Regions from separate parts of the Mus musculus genome. Here regions 1, 2 and 4 are each linked to region 3. Evidence: chromatin contacts called from public Hi-C and promoter capture Hi-C data. All regions are on one chromosome and are shown on one strand. The core of a region is the stretch at or near the end of the contact, and the rest is flanking DNA. Distances in the headings are between cores, read along the strand shown. Region 1 holds the start of Lnpep (leucyl/cystinyl aminopeptidase). Region 2 holds the start of Spaca6 (sperm acrosome associated 6). Region 3 holds the start of 6330415G19Rik (RIKEN cDNA 6330415G19 gene). Region 4 holds the start of Wdr27 (WD repeat domain 27).

Region 1 (2,700 bases), core at 99-2,598, 5.9 Mb after region 3:
TAAAGGGCGAGAATGTTAATGAGGTCCCAGAGTTAGGTAAGGAGTTTAGTGGTTACTCCAAGTACAGTTGGTTTTCACAGGGCGTTGTAAAACAGGAGTGGAACGTAGTGGATGTAATACAATCGACCTCTTAAAAACACTGCACTTCGGGTTTACTTCTTTGAACGTAGAATTTCCTTATCGATCGAACATCATCCCTTTCTCCTCTTTCGCCCAGGATATTTGTACAGGTTTAGATTTTGTTTGCACGGGTTGACAGCCTGGGAGGAGGAGTGTGTGACAGTTGGCTCGCGCAGTGAGGCCAAGGCCTAGCCAAGTCGCCGCAGGGGACGAAGCAGTGAGTGGGGAGGAAAGAGGAGCTGTGGCTGCGGTTGGGAGGGATGGGGGAGCCTCTTCGCGGGGTGTTGACTTCCGGCAGTTGGAGAAACAGGAGCTAGCAGGAGCTAACGCGGTCTCTACGTGTCTCGTAGGCTGCCGGGGACCGCCCCGATTTGGCACCGGAAACAATGGGGCCCGAGGCAAAGGCGCGAGTACTAGGGGAAGGGGGAACTTGGCTCCCTCCGGTCTAGCCCCGCGGAATCAGGCCGTGTACCCTGAAGGCTGGGAGCAGCCAACTGCTGGTGTCGAGTAAGGACAGGACTAGGCAGGCGGGCCTCTCTGCACACAACCTCTGCGCGCACGGTCCGTTCTCCTACACCCCGCTCCGGGTTTTGAGATCTGCTCGCAGTTCTAAGCCCAGCCCTAAGCAAAGGGCACCGATCGACTCCCGGGCCCCTCCCTTCCTCTGGCCTCCGGCTTTGCTGCAGCAGCAGCTGCTGCAGGGCGTTCTGCTAAAGGAGGGAAGTCGGGCCGACCACCGCCGCAGGGCTTGCTCCGGCGGTTAAGAAGAGCGCCGCCCCGGGCTAGCCCAGCGTAGAGGCCGACCCACCCTGGGCCTTGTCTTGCTTTCAGAACGCGAAGGGCGACAACCCCTCTGGCGACAGCATCACCGGCCGCATTTCCGGGCTCAGTACTGGGGTGGCCGCACCCGAAACACGGCCGGATGCAGTAGTAGGTGTACCAGTTGTCTGAACCGGGGTACTACAGCTCTGCGGCACAGACAGCGCGGCGGCTAGAAGTGAGCTCCGGGGGTGGGGCTCTAAGCCCCGCCCCAGCACTGCGCTCCTCCCCGCCGCCCCTGGGCGGAGTGGGCCTAGGGTTGAGCGATGCTTAGCGTCCACGCCTCAGTGGGTCTTTTGCAGCAGTTGCGAAAACCCGGAACGAAGGTGTTGTTGCCGTGCGGCGGAGCGGCGCCGCCCCTCGCCGCACCTCCCCGGCAGCCCTCGGAGGCCTTTGCTGGGCATGCTCAGTCGTCAGGACCGCTTCGGCTCTCGGAGTAGGAAGCTTGGGGCGCTGGGCTGGTAAGGACCCGCGGCGGGGCGAAGATGGAGTCCTTTACCAATGGTGAGTGGCTAGCCCGAGTCGCGGATTCCCGGGCTCTCAGGGTCCAGAGGGTCAGATGTGGCAAGGGGGTCAGGCTGCAGGCATCCCTGCCAAGGGTTTCCCAGGCGGGCCGGGGGGCGGCAGAGGGGCCAGGGTCGGCTGGGGCAGGCGTGAAGGTCAGCCCTCTCCCGGGGGCCAGCCCCGAACCTCCAGGTGAGGTAGTCGGCAAAGTTTGGGATGCTTGCGCGGTGGAGGGGGCGGCGGCAAAGTTGGCAACGGCGTTGGTCCTGGGGGAAGCGGCCGCGGCCAGGAGAAGCTGCGGCCCCGGCGAAAGCCTACTCGTGCGGGGAGCCTGGAGCTGTCCGCCCGTCCTTCACCGAGCTGTCCGCATGCCTTTCCGTAACAGGGCGGGGTGGGGCCGCGGCTGGCAGCGTGATTTAGTGCACTGCAGGGAAGGAAACTTACCGGGGGCTGGCTAGTACTGCTCGGTGTGGCGAAGATGCCGCCCCGCATTGCCACCCGTCTGCCTACCGCTGCTCCGCAGGTCGACCAAACTTCTTTTTACCAGCTAGTGATGTTTGATCTTCTAGTTAGAGATCCATTGAATATCAATGGCCCTTGTTGGGCTTATATCATAAGGTGGCATGGGTGTGTGTGTGTGAAAGTCAAAGCAGTCTGTGTCCAGAAAATAGCCACGGCCCTTTACTTCATGGCTTTTGTCTGGGCTTGTAGTGCTTGAGTCTCAATATAGAGGTGAGATGATGTCTCACCATTTTATGGTGTTTAAATATATGGATTCCACTTTAGGATGGAAAGTAGGAAAACTGCTAATAAAGGGTAGGGCTTAATGAGATTAGAGGATCCACTTTCTACTTGGCATGTGTTTCCAGTGTGGTTGGTTACTTCAGGTAGGTAGAAAGTCAGATTAATGGGAGAGAAGCATATTATTGTTGGGAGGGGGGTCGCATGCCACTTAAGGAACTGGGAAGGGGGAGGGGACACCCACTCTATCCACTCTAATGCCTAGGCTGGACTTTGTTGTGTTCTTTAACATTGTTTACCACATCGCTGGAGCTGTGACCTACTCATTATGTTCTCCTTTTCCCTAATTCGGGATGCTTTATTCTCCTGCCATCTTTCTGTCTGCAGTGTTTAATTAGGCTTAGTAATGACAGCTTTAACTCCAAATTTCTTTCTCATATGTGTTCTATTTGTAATTACCAAGTTTCTAAGAATAGTCTGGTAAACTTACTCAGAGAATTAAGGAAGATTTGAACT
Region 2 (2,925 bases), core at 247-2,746, 5.7 Mb after region 3:
ATGTCCCACCTTCAGAGATGACAAGAATGACTCAATCTGAGAGCCTAAGAAATTTACTATCTTACAGGTGAGTAGTTGGAACCCAGGTTGAGAGGCAGGAACACATCCAGGCTTCAGAGTCCTGACAGTGAGAATCCCAGATAGGTCACATGTACTTGACCCCACAAAAGCTTCAGACTCCCTGTGACTTATTTACTTCCCTCAGTTCCTTGCCATCTTTGACTCCCCTCATCTCTGGAGTTTCCTCAACAAATAACCTAACTCAGACAGGTTCCCAGGGTCACTTCCTCAAGATGACTTTCCCCACCACTTATGCCCATAAAACACTCACCCCGTCGTCTAGCAGCCTTCTCCTGAAGAGAAACTGTCATCTGTGTAAATTCATCATGCAGGTAGCTCCTCTCATCATAGTCTGAAGGTAGATGAGACACCATGGCACAAACCTGGTTCCATGGTGTTCTCTATGTCCCACTCATGGCTGAATATCTCCAAGCCCTGTGATCATCCCAGATTCTATAGCCCCAGTCTATTGTTCTATGTGCCCCACCTAGAGCTCTCTCTCTCTCTCTCTCTCTCTCTCTCTGTGTGTGTGTGTGTGTGTGTGTGTGTGTGTGTGTGTGTTTCCCTAACCCTAACCTAAACCTTCAATCTTGGTATCTCTCCATCCATCTAATCTCTCTCTCTCTAGGCCTGTTACCTGGTACCCTGGATCTGCTTCCTCATCTACATCTTTACTCCAACCCCATTGGTCTCTGTCCCACCTATCTCTAGATCACTGTCTCTCTATTCTTCCTGAAACTACTCTCTGTATCTATACCTATGTCCCTCACTTTGGGACTCTGTTCCTGTCTTATCTCTATGTACCTTACTCTCTGTGTGTCTCTCATCTCTCTGGATTGATTCCTAGCTCTCTGTCCCTCTCTCCAGGTCTCTAATCTCCCCACTCATCTGTGTTCCCAATCCATATCCTCTCTCTGAGCAATGCTTCTACTTTTCCATCTCTTTCCCTTACTGTCTTTAGACTCTCTCTGAGGCACTGTTTTGTCTGTCTCCACCCCACTCTGGACCTGTTTCCTTCCATTGTTTCCACCTGTCTCTCTTCTCTGTGTCTATGTCATGATCCTGTACTTGGCTTTTCTTCTTGGAGTAGCTCAAGGAATCTCCTTCCCCTCCCCAGGGCCCTGGTTCAGGAAGGAGGGGCTCCTCACTGATTTTCATGTCTTTGAGATCTTCAAAAGCCCCTTCAAGCTCATTTCTGCACAGGTTTATCTTGGTTTCCTCTCTGCCCACAAACAGCTGGCAGACACGGAGGCGTTCCTCATAGGTAGTGAAGCAGAAGAGACAGGCCCACGTGGATGCCCTGAAGATCAGCAGGAACAACAGGACAATGCTCCCTACTAAGGAAATAAGACCCATAACAGAGGGTCTCCGGGTCTGAGGAGAAGATAGTGACCTTTGTGAGGTCATTGTGGGGGAGGGGGAGCCTGTGATCAGAGATTGAGTTTCAAATGATGGTCAAGCATCAGGCTCCAGCTAGAGGAAGGTTGCCAGGGGTCACCTGAAATCCCTAAATTTGTGGCTGGGCCAGGCGCCAGGCTCCCAAGAACCTCACCTGTGACCCTGGACGTCCTCACAGGTTAAAGGGTCTCAGGGACCCAGAGGCCGGCAGTGTAGCTATGGTGGACCAGAAAAACCCTTTTCCCCAGAGGTGGGAACGGGGAAGCGAGACAGAAACAGATACCCTAAGCCCCAGAAGATAGAAAGGAACCAGGAGATGCCTCAAAAAGCTCAGAAACCCAGTGTCACAGAGATACATTCACAGCACTAGAGAAACAGAAGCTTCTAGAACCCTAGAGACATTGGCATAAGAGACAGAGACAGAAAATTCGAAAATCTCAAGATGGCATAGAGACTGCAAAGAAAAGGGATAGGATAGAATGTGAACAGAGAAGACACCCCAGCTCCTATCAAGAACTCTTGGGCAATGGTGTGGACCTGGGGTCCCCGCCGGCCCCTTCCAGTGCAGGGCGCAGCCTGGGGAAAGCTAGGAGGCCGTATAGTGATCTCCTCGGGTGTCTTCCTCAACTATACAACCTCCTACCTCAGCCCGGGGGGCGCGGCAGGTGGGCAGATTGACAGATGGATTGATGGGAGACCAGAAGTAGGGAGGGTGGGGAGGGCCGGGGAGGTCCCAGCCGCGATGGTGAGCCCCCGACACGGACCCACAGACACGAGCTTGTGTGCGGCGAAGGCCCCGCAAGGTCGGTTCTACGGGTGGGTGCCAGGACCCAGGAGTCCGGGCCCCCGGCCCCCTCCTCCCCAAGGAACCCAGGAATTCAGTCCCAGCCCCAAAATCTAAGCCCCAGCCCCCCTCTTTCAAGGCCAGAGATCCAGACCTCAGCCCTCCTCCCTCAGTCCCAAAGCTTCCTCCCTTAGACTAAGGGGTAGTGGTCACAGCCCTCCCTCCCACAGATCCAGGGAAGCAGACCCTGCCGCCTTGCACTCAATTCTCCTCAGTCCAGACCCAGGGACTCAGTCCCTAACCCTCACAGTTCTCCTCCACCCCATAGCCCTCCCCGGCAGACTCAGGGTCCAACCAGGCACATCCCTTAGAGAAGACAATCTGGTTAGAGACCTGACTTCTGCACTGCAGAAAGGATGTATCCCCGTTTGTCTTGGCAATCTGAGCCCCTTCTGTAACCCCTAAAGGTTTCATATCCCAGGCCTGAGTTAAAGGCCTTCTGAGTATCAGAAGTCCTCATGGGTCTCATGGAATAATCCTATCTTTTCCAAAACCATTCTCAACCTTTGGGGTGATAGCTATGGTCAAGGAATAATGACACCAACCAGGACCCTGTCTCCTCAACACCTCCCAACTCAGAAATGAGGTCGCTCCCAGCACACAGGAGCCCCCAGAGGGGAAGC
Region 3 (2,700 bases), core at 102-2,601:
TCAGCCCAAGGTTGACTCTGACCCCATCCCCTCACCTAGGCTGTGTGGCTTATCGGGATGAAAAGGGCTCGGACTTTGTCCAGACACTGGTGGAGGTCATCAGAGCCAACCCTGGAAGAGATCTCCTTGAGCTGCTGACTGAGGTGTGAGGAACGGGGTTAGGAGGGGAGAAAGAGGGGCTGGATCTGTGGGAGTGTTCTCATTACCTTCCACTTAACCCAGGGAAAGGAGAAGCAAGGAGAAGGCTCTCTCTCTCTCTCTCTCTCTCTCTCTCCCTCCCTCCCTCCCTCCCTCCCTCCCTCCCTCCCTCCCTCCCTCCCTCCCTCCCTCTTGCCCTCACATCAAGAGATGCTCAAATACAGGGCACATTGGTCAGACAAACTCAGCAGCAGCTATTACATACACTAAATAAAGTTCAGGAGAGGAGGACACCAGAAGCCATTGGGAGGAGGGGACTGAGGTGGGGGGTATACTGGGAAGTAGAAGGAGCCAGCAGGGGGTGCAGGAAGGGAGGTGCCACTGGGTTGTTACAGAATAGGGTCAGTTCATTTGTACAGTTTTGCAGGCTAATAGGGAGGTCCTCTTCTTGTGTTGAGGTCAGGGTGGGCAATGCTGGTCTGGCTGATTATATGATTATATATATGGGGTGGGGAGCCTTTCCCTTTGGGTGGGGGACTTTTTGGTTGAGAGCAAGGAGCTCATGTAAAACTGCTGGGTTAGTATTAGGCTCAAAGATGATTAGGTAGCACTTGAAATTTTAGGCTTACAGAACAACAGACACAAGAGTCGGTCATTGAGGAGCATGCCTGTAGCTGGGAGGTAGTGGCAGGACCAGAGACTGAGACCAGCCTAGGATTCATAGACTATTTCAGAAAGTATCGACCTCTCCGCAAAAACCCCTCCAGCAGACAATGACTGCAGTGGGTGTGATGGACTGAGCCCCTCAGGGCCTAGCTGAGTGTCAACAGGGTCAACAGGCGGGTGTGTGAGCTGGACGTCCTGGGGCCAGACAGTGATGAGCTGTGCAAAGCCTGCCTGGAGATCCGCAGCTTGCTCAGGCGCCGGCTCTGTTTATAGGACGAGCAACCTCACCACTTCCCCTACATCCCCTCTTCACACCCTGTCATCGATGCAGCAGTTTGGGCGTGGGAGCTCACATAGCGCCAATAAATATGTATGTGTTCATGATCGGCGTGCTCCGGAAAATGTATGCTCTTTCTGAAATACGTGAGATAATGGGGAAAGTTACCTGGTAGTAGATAGGGGATCGACTGTGCTCTCGGGAACCAGAGGTTGAATCGGGTCTGTGCTTCCTGTCTGGGACTACGGAACCTCACAAGGCTGACCTGGATATGCTGGGAGAGGCTTAGGGAGAAAGAAGTTCTGGGAAGGATCATCTCCGGAACTATAACTCTCGCCTCGCTGAGTCCCTGATGCGGGCGGTCTCAATCTCCACATGGCGCTGGGGCCATGGAGTTGCCAGAGAGGCGAGCCAGCACGGGTCTGGAGACTGGAAAAGACAATTGTGGATACTTCAGTGACGTGATAGGGCAAGTTCATGTGGGTTGTCCCTGGTCTTGAGTTGAGGGCCAGCCAATGGAGGAGATCTGAAAGACGAGCCTCTAGGATCCGGAAGGGCTTCTGCTGACTGACTGCTCAGGAGTCTGATTATATCGGTTCAAACTTGTGGAGGCTCCTTTGAGACTGTCACTAAATAGATTGGCTCAATAGGTAGGATTTTTCTTTGGTTTAAGCATGCGCAGTAGGCGCTTGAATAAGTCTTATGGAGAGAGCTAAGGCCTGAGTCAGTGTAGGGCCGCGTGGCCTAATGGATAAGGCGTCTGATTCCGGATCAGAAGATTGGGGGTTCGAGTCCCTTCGTGGTCGCTGCGTGCATTTGCTTTTTAAAAACCTACCTTAAAATTTCCCATTCTCAAATTTGCTTTTCAAACTCTTGTCTGGTACCCCGGAAGGAAGACCAGCATGTTTGTATTAAGTAGGTGAAGTTATTATCTCAAGACAGACTACGAGCAGCTCGAATTAGTGCCAAGGAAAGGAACCGAATAGATGCTAGATTGGATTGCTTACGTGGTGGGTGGGAGGTGTCCCAAGGGAACGTTAAAGACATTTGATTAAAATAAAAAACTCAGTAGGCTATCTGGGTGAATGCAATTGTCACTGAACTGAACACTTGAAAATAACTAAAGCAGTAAATTCGGTTTATATGTCCACAGCTTTAAAATCCATGAAACAGTAAGAAAATTAGATTTCTTACAATGTCCAGGCACACCTGTAATGCCGGTATTTAGGAGGCGGAGGCAGGGGAATTAAAAGCCACTGGGCTACATGAGATCCTGTCTCAACAACAACAGAGGCGTCTCCTTACAGGTCCAGTGTAAATATAAATTTTTAAATAGCAAGAATATGTCCCAGATTGAGTTGACATTTAACCTGGTGTGTGTGTGTGGGATATCTCTATTTAAGGGATTCGGTCTAAGTGGAACCGTTGTCATCCCTACAACTCCCAGGAGAACCACAGAATGGGAGGGCGGGGTACCAGCTCACGTGACAGAGCCTTGTGCAGAATAATTTTCTCTTTAATGTTACAGTGGCTTAATAAAGCTTGCAAATATGTTATATCAGACACACACATGAGATAAAGGAGAGTCAAAAGGACACGAGGATAACGCAACTGGGCCG
Region 4 (2,700 bases), core at 115-2,614, 8.6 Mb after region 3:
TCTGCACCAGCAGTAAAGTTTAATCTGATTTATACAGCCTGTTACTGTAATCTTCTTACTCACCTGACTAACCAAAATGCATTTAAACATTTTATTGAGCAGACTCCTTTTTATAGGAATTTTAATCTCTAAAATATTGTGCTTGCTGCTTTTCCTGCTTGGGGAGTAAACTGAGGTAACAAAACTGTATGGCTTTATTTTTCCATCCTAGTCTAGAAAAAAGTAACCAGAGTTTCACCAGGTCAAGTAGCTAGGTTCGCAGCAAACTGTAATCGCTCTGTGAAAATAAGGGTTTGTGCTCCAGCATATTCAAGGGATCAGAAGAGAATTTCAAGCACCAGTTTCAAAATGCTAATCAATATCGTCCAGAGAACTGATTCCTCCTCTTGGGCTGCCTCTTCTGGAGCGTAAGCCTGCTGCTGACTGGCTCCTGTTGGGTCAGTGAAATAGGCAGCCTCTCCGAATGGGTACTGATCCACAGTTCTGTCATAGTATACCCTCATCTCAAAGTCGCTCTCATGGTGAGAGGGGTGTCCATAAATTCCTATCCCGACCGGTCGCTGGAAGTGTGCCGGTATAGAGACCACATCCTGGCCGCAAGTGACAGACTGCAGCTCATAGTCGTCGAAGCTCGGGTGCGGAGTGCTGTCCGACACGTACAGGTCCGCATCCCCTCTCAGGCTCTGCATCCTGAGAATAATTTTACCCTCATGGTTCAACCGCAAGTAGCTGTAATTCCCGGCTCCTATTTGGCCCTGGACCACGTGCAGAAGGAGCCACTCCTCCGGGACGTCGTCGTCTTCCAAACATTTTACCAGGGTCACCACCTGGGACGCCAGGATCATCAACAGGGCGCGCCTCCAGGGAGTAGCCATCGCTGGGGCACTCAACTCGGGGACTCCCTCATCTGCAGTCGCTGTGCTGGGAAGGTACGGGTGACAGGCGTGACCCGAGGTGCTCGTCCACGCAGACCAAGATTCGTGCACCTGGGTCCCGGGAACCGACGGTGGGGAAGGGGAAGGAGAGAAGGGATAAAGAGTAGGGAACAGCAGAGAGGGAGGAGCAGAGGAGGCGGGTGGGAAGAGGGAAGCGGTAAGAGGGACCTTAGGACAGGCCCCTGGGGGCGCAGGTGTCTGGAGAATAGCGAGGTCGCCAACCCCGAACTCACCGCCACGCCCCGCAGGCCACGCAGCACCCGCAGCACCCGGGCTCAGCCTGGAACTCGCCCCAGCTGGCGGAAAAGAGGCCGCGCCCGGAAGTGTGGTACTCCGGAAGCGAGGGCTTTTGGGAACCAACTCCGGCCTAAGGGACCGGAAGTGAGGTAACGCCAGGCTCTCGCGAGAATAGAGCAGCTTTCCCCCGTAACCATAGCGACGCGGCTGGCGTGGTCGGTGAGTTCCGGGGAAAGTGGGCTGGACGGTCGGTGAGGCTGCCAGGGATTGCAGCTTGCGACAAGCTCCCTTGAGGGGATGACTGGGAAGCCTGCTCCCGGATGGCGGAGGGCCGAGCCGCGCCCGGTCCAGCCTTCTCCTCCCGCGCCCCCAGAGCCGCGCGTGAGTGGCCTCCCTAAGCCCTGCAGCACAAGCCCCTGAGTGCGGGCAGCACCGGGAGGGACACTTTTGGATTTGTCTTAAACCATGACAGAAGGGAAATATAAATTTCAACATGAGAACTACTAGTAAGAAATGATTCCTCCCCCCCCCCCAAGCCCACAATTGCCATCACCCCACCCCCCACATTTTTTTGGGAAGTAATTTAGTAATTAGAAAACTTAGTGTACATTTAATCAAGTTTAGTGGCGAGTTCTTTAGCCTTTGCTTTTTCCAGCTTGGCAACGCGAGCCACAGACTTAGGGCCCAGCACGTTGCCTCCTCAGTGGCGACGGATCTCGTTATATCTGTGATTACAATTGATCCTAATAGCTTCCACCAGCTTAGCCAGAGCACCCTTGTCTTCCGGGTTAACCTATGTGAAGGCAACAGTGGTGCATTTCTTCCTGTGGACCAGGCGCCCCAACCTGGGCAGGACAAGCAGGAAAACCACCAGCTCAATGGGGTCTACATCATGGGCAATCACCACCAGCTGAGCCTTCTTGTTCTCCACCAAGGTGGTGACTATATTGACTCCTGCTCAATGGACAGGTGGTCTCTTAGTTGGGACGTCGCCTTTGCCAGCAGCTTTCTTCTCAGCAGGGGCCAGTAGCCTTTGCTTCTTTTGCGTTGTCTCTGGCCTGTACTTGTGGGCAAGCTGTTTGCCTGTCCAGGGCCTGGGTGAACTGGTTAATGGCAGGAGGGACTTTGAGCCGCTTGTAGAGGATGGCTCTTTGCCGCTGCAGCATGATGTAGCGGGGCCATTTGATGAAGCGTGTAAGATCTCTTTTGGGCTGGATGTCCTTCCCAAATGGCGAAATTCGTGGGCCTTTTCTCAAACTAAGGATTGACCACTTTTTTGGCCTCCTGGTCCTTGACACCGGCGATGCTCAGGGTCACCTTCTTCCCTTGGCTGTCTTTCCTTTAGGCATCTTGCTTGGCTGGAGGAGAAAGCATGCACACAGTTCTTAAGACTAGATTTCATGTCTGGAGACTTTTCCTGGTTTATAAATGGGTGGAAAGGCAAGAAGTTCTTTGTCTCATTTTACAAGAACACCAATCGCATCAAGGAGGTTCCACATTCAAGACCGAGATTACCTCCCATTGTCCC

The links. Promoter capture Hi-C pulls out the DNA fragments that hold promoters and counts their contacts. Hi-C and Micro-C count contacts between places; a contact is called where the count stands out from the background.
Region 1: a contact with region 3 is called in a Hi-C map of B cells, with 6 read pairs. The contact joins the promoter of Lnpep here to the promoter of 6330415G19Rik in region 3. A contact is called at or near these places in 2 of 39 promoter capture datasets (cranial neural crest and pre-B cells) and 1 of 484 Hi-C or Micro-C datasets (B cells).
Region 2: a Hi-C map of rod photoreceptor shows a contact between it and region 3, with 6 times the contacts expected there. The contact joins the promoter of Spaca6 here to the promoter of 6330415G19Rik in region 3. A contact is called at or near these places in 4 of 39 promoter capture datasets (cranial neural crest, frontonasal cranial neural crest, maxillary cranial neural crest and 1 more) and 1 of 484 Hi-C or Micro-C datasets (rod photoreceptor).
Region 4: a contact with region 3 is called in a promoter capture Hi-C map of cranial neural crest. The contact joins the promoter of Wdr27 here to the promoter of 6330415G19Rik in region 3. A contact is called at or near these places in 3 of 39 promoter capture datasets (cranial neural crest, maxillary cranial neural crest and pre-B cells).

The regions. Positions count from the first base shown.
Region 1 is chr17:17,623,137-17,625,836 of GRCm38.p6, reverse strand. It overlaps Lnpep (leucyl/cystinyl aminopeptidase), which reads left to right and starts at 1,348. Exons shown (of 18, transcript NM_172827.3): 1 at 1,348-1,443. The coding sequence starts at 1,425.
Region 2 is chr17:17,829,546-17,832,470 of GRCm38.p6, reverse strand. Spaca6 (sperm acrosome associated 6) reads right to left here and starts at 1,496. Exons shown (of 9, transcript NM_001162909.1): 1 at 1,209-1,496; 2 at 332-412. The coding sequence starts at 1,467. Mir99b (microRNA 99b) reads right to left here and starts at 2,283; the gene lies at 2,214-2,283. It overlaps Mirlet7e (microRNA let7e), which reads right to left and starts at 2,119; the gene lies at 2,027-2,119. It overlaps Mir125a (microRNA 125a), which reads right to left and starts at 1,659; the gene lies at 1,592-1,659.
Region 3 is chr17:23,549,450-23,552,149 of GRCm38.p6, reverse strand. 6330415G19Rik (RIKEN cDNA 6330415G19 gene) reads right to left here and starts at 1,351. Exons shown (of 2, transcript NR_126484.1): 1 at 1,250-1,351. n-TRccg2 (a tRNA gene) reads left to right here and starts at 1,815; the gene lies at 1,815-1,887. It also overlaps the pseudogene Casp16.
Region 4 is chr17:14,941,788-14,944,487 of GRCm38.p6, reverse strand. Wdr27 (WD repeat domain 27) reads left to right here and starts at 1,364. Exons shown (of 25, transcript NM_175173.3): 1 at 1,364-1,391. 1600012H06Rik (RIKEN cDNA 1600012H06 gene) reads right to left here and starts at 1,304. Exons shown (of 2, transcript NM_026451.2): 1 at 1,169-1,304; 2 at 1-921. The coding sequence starts at 875. The coding sequence ends at 318.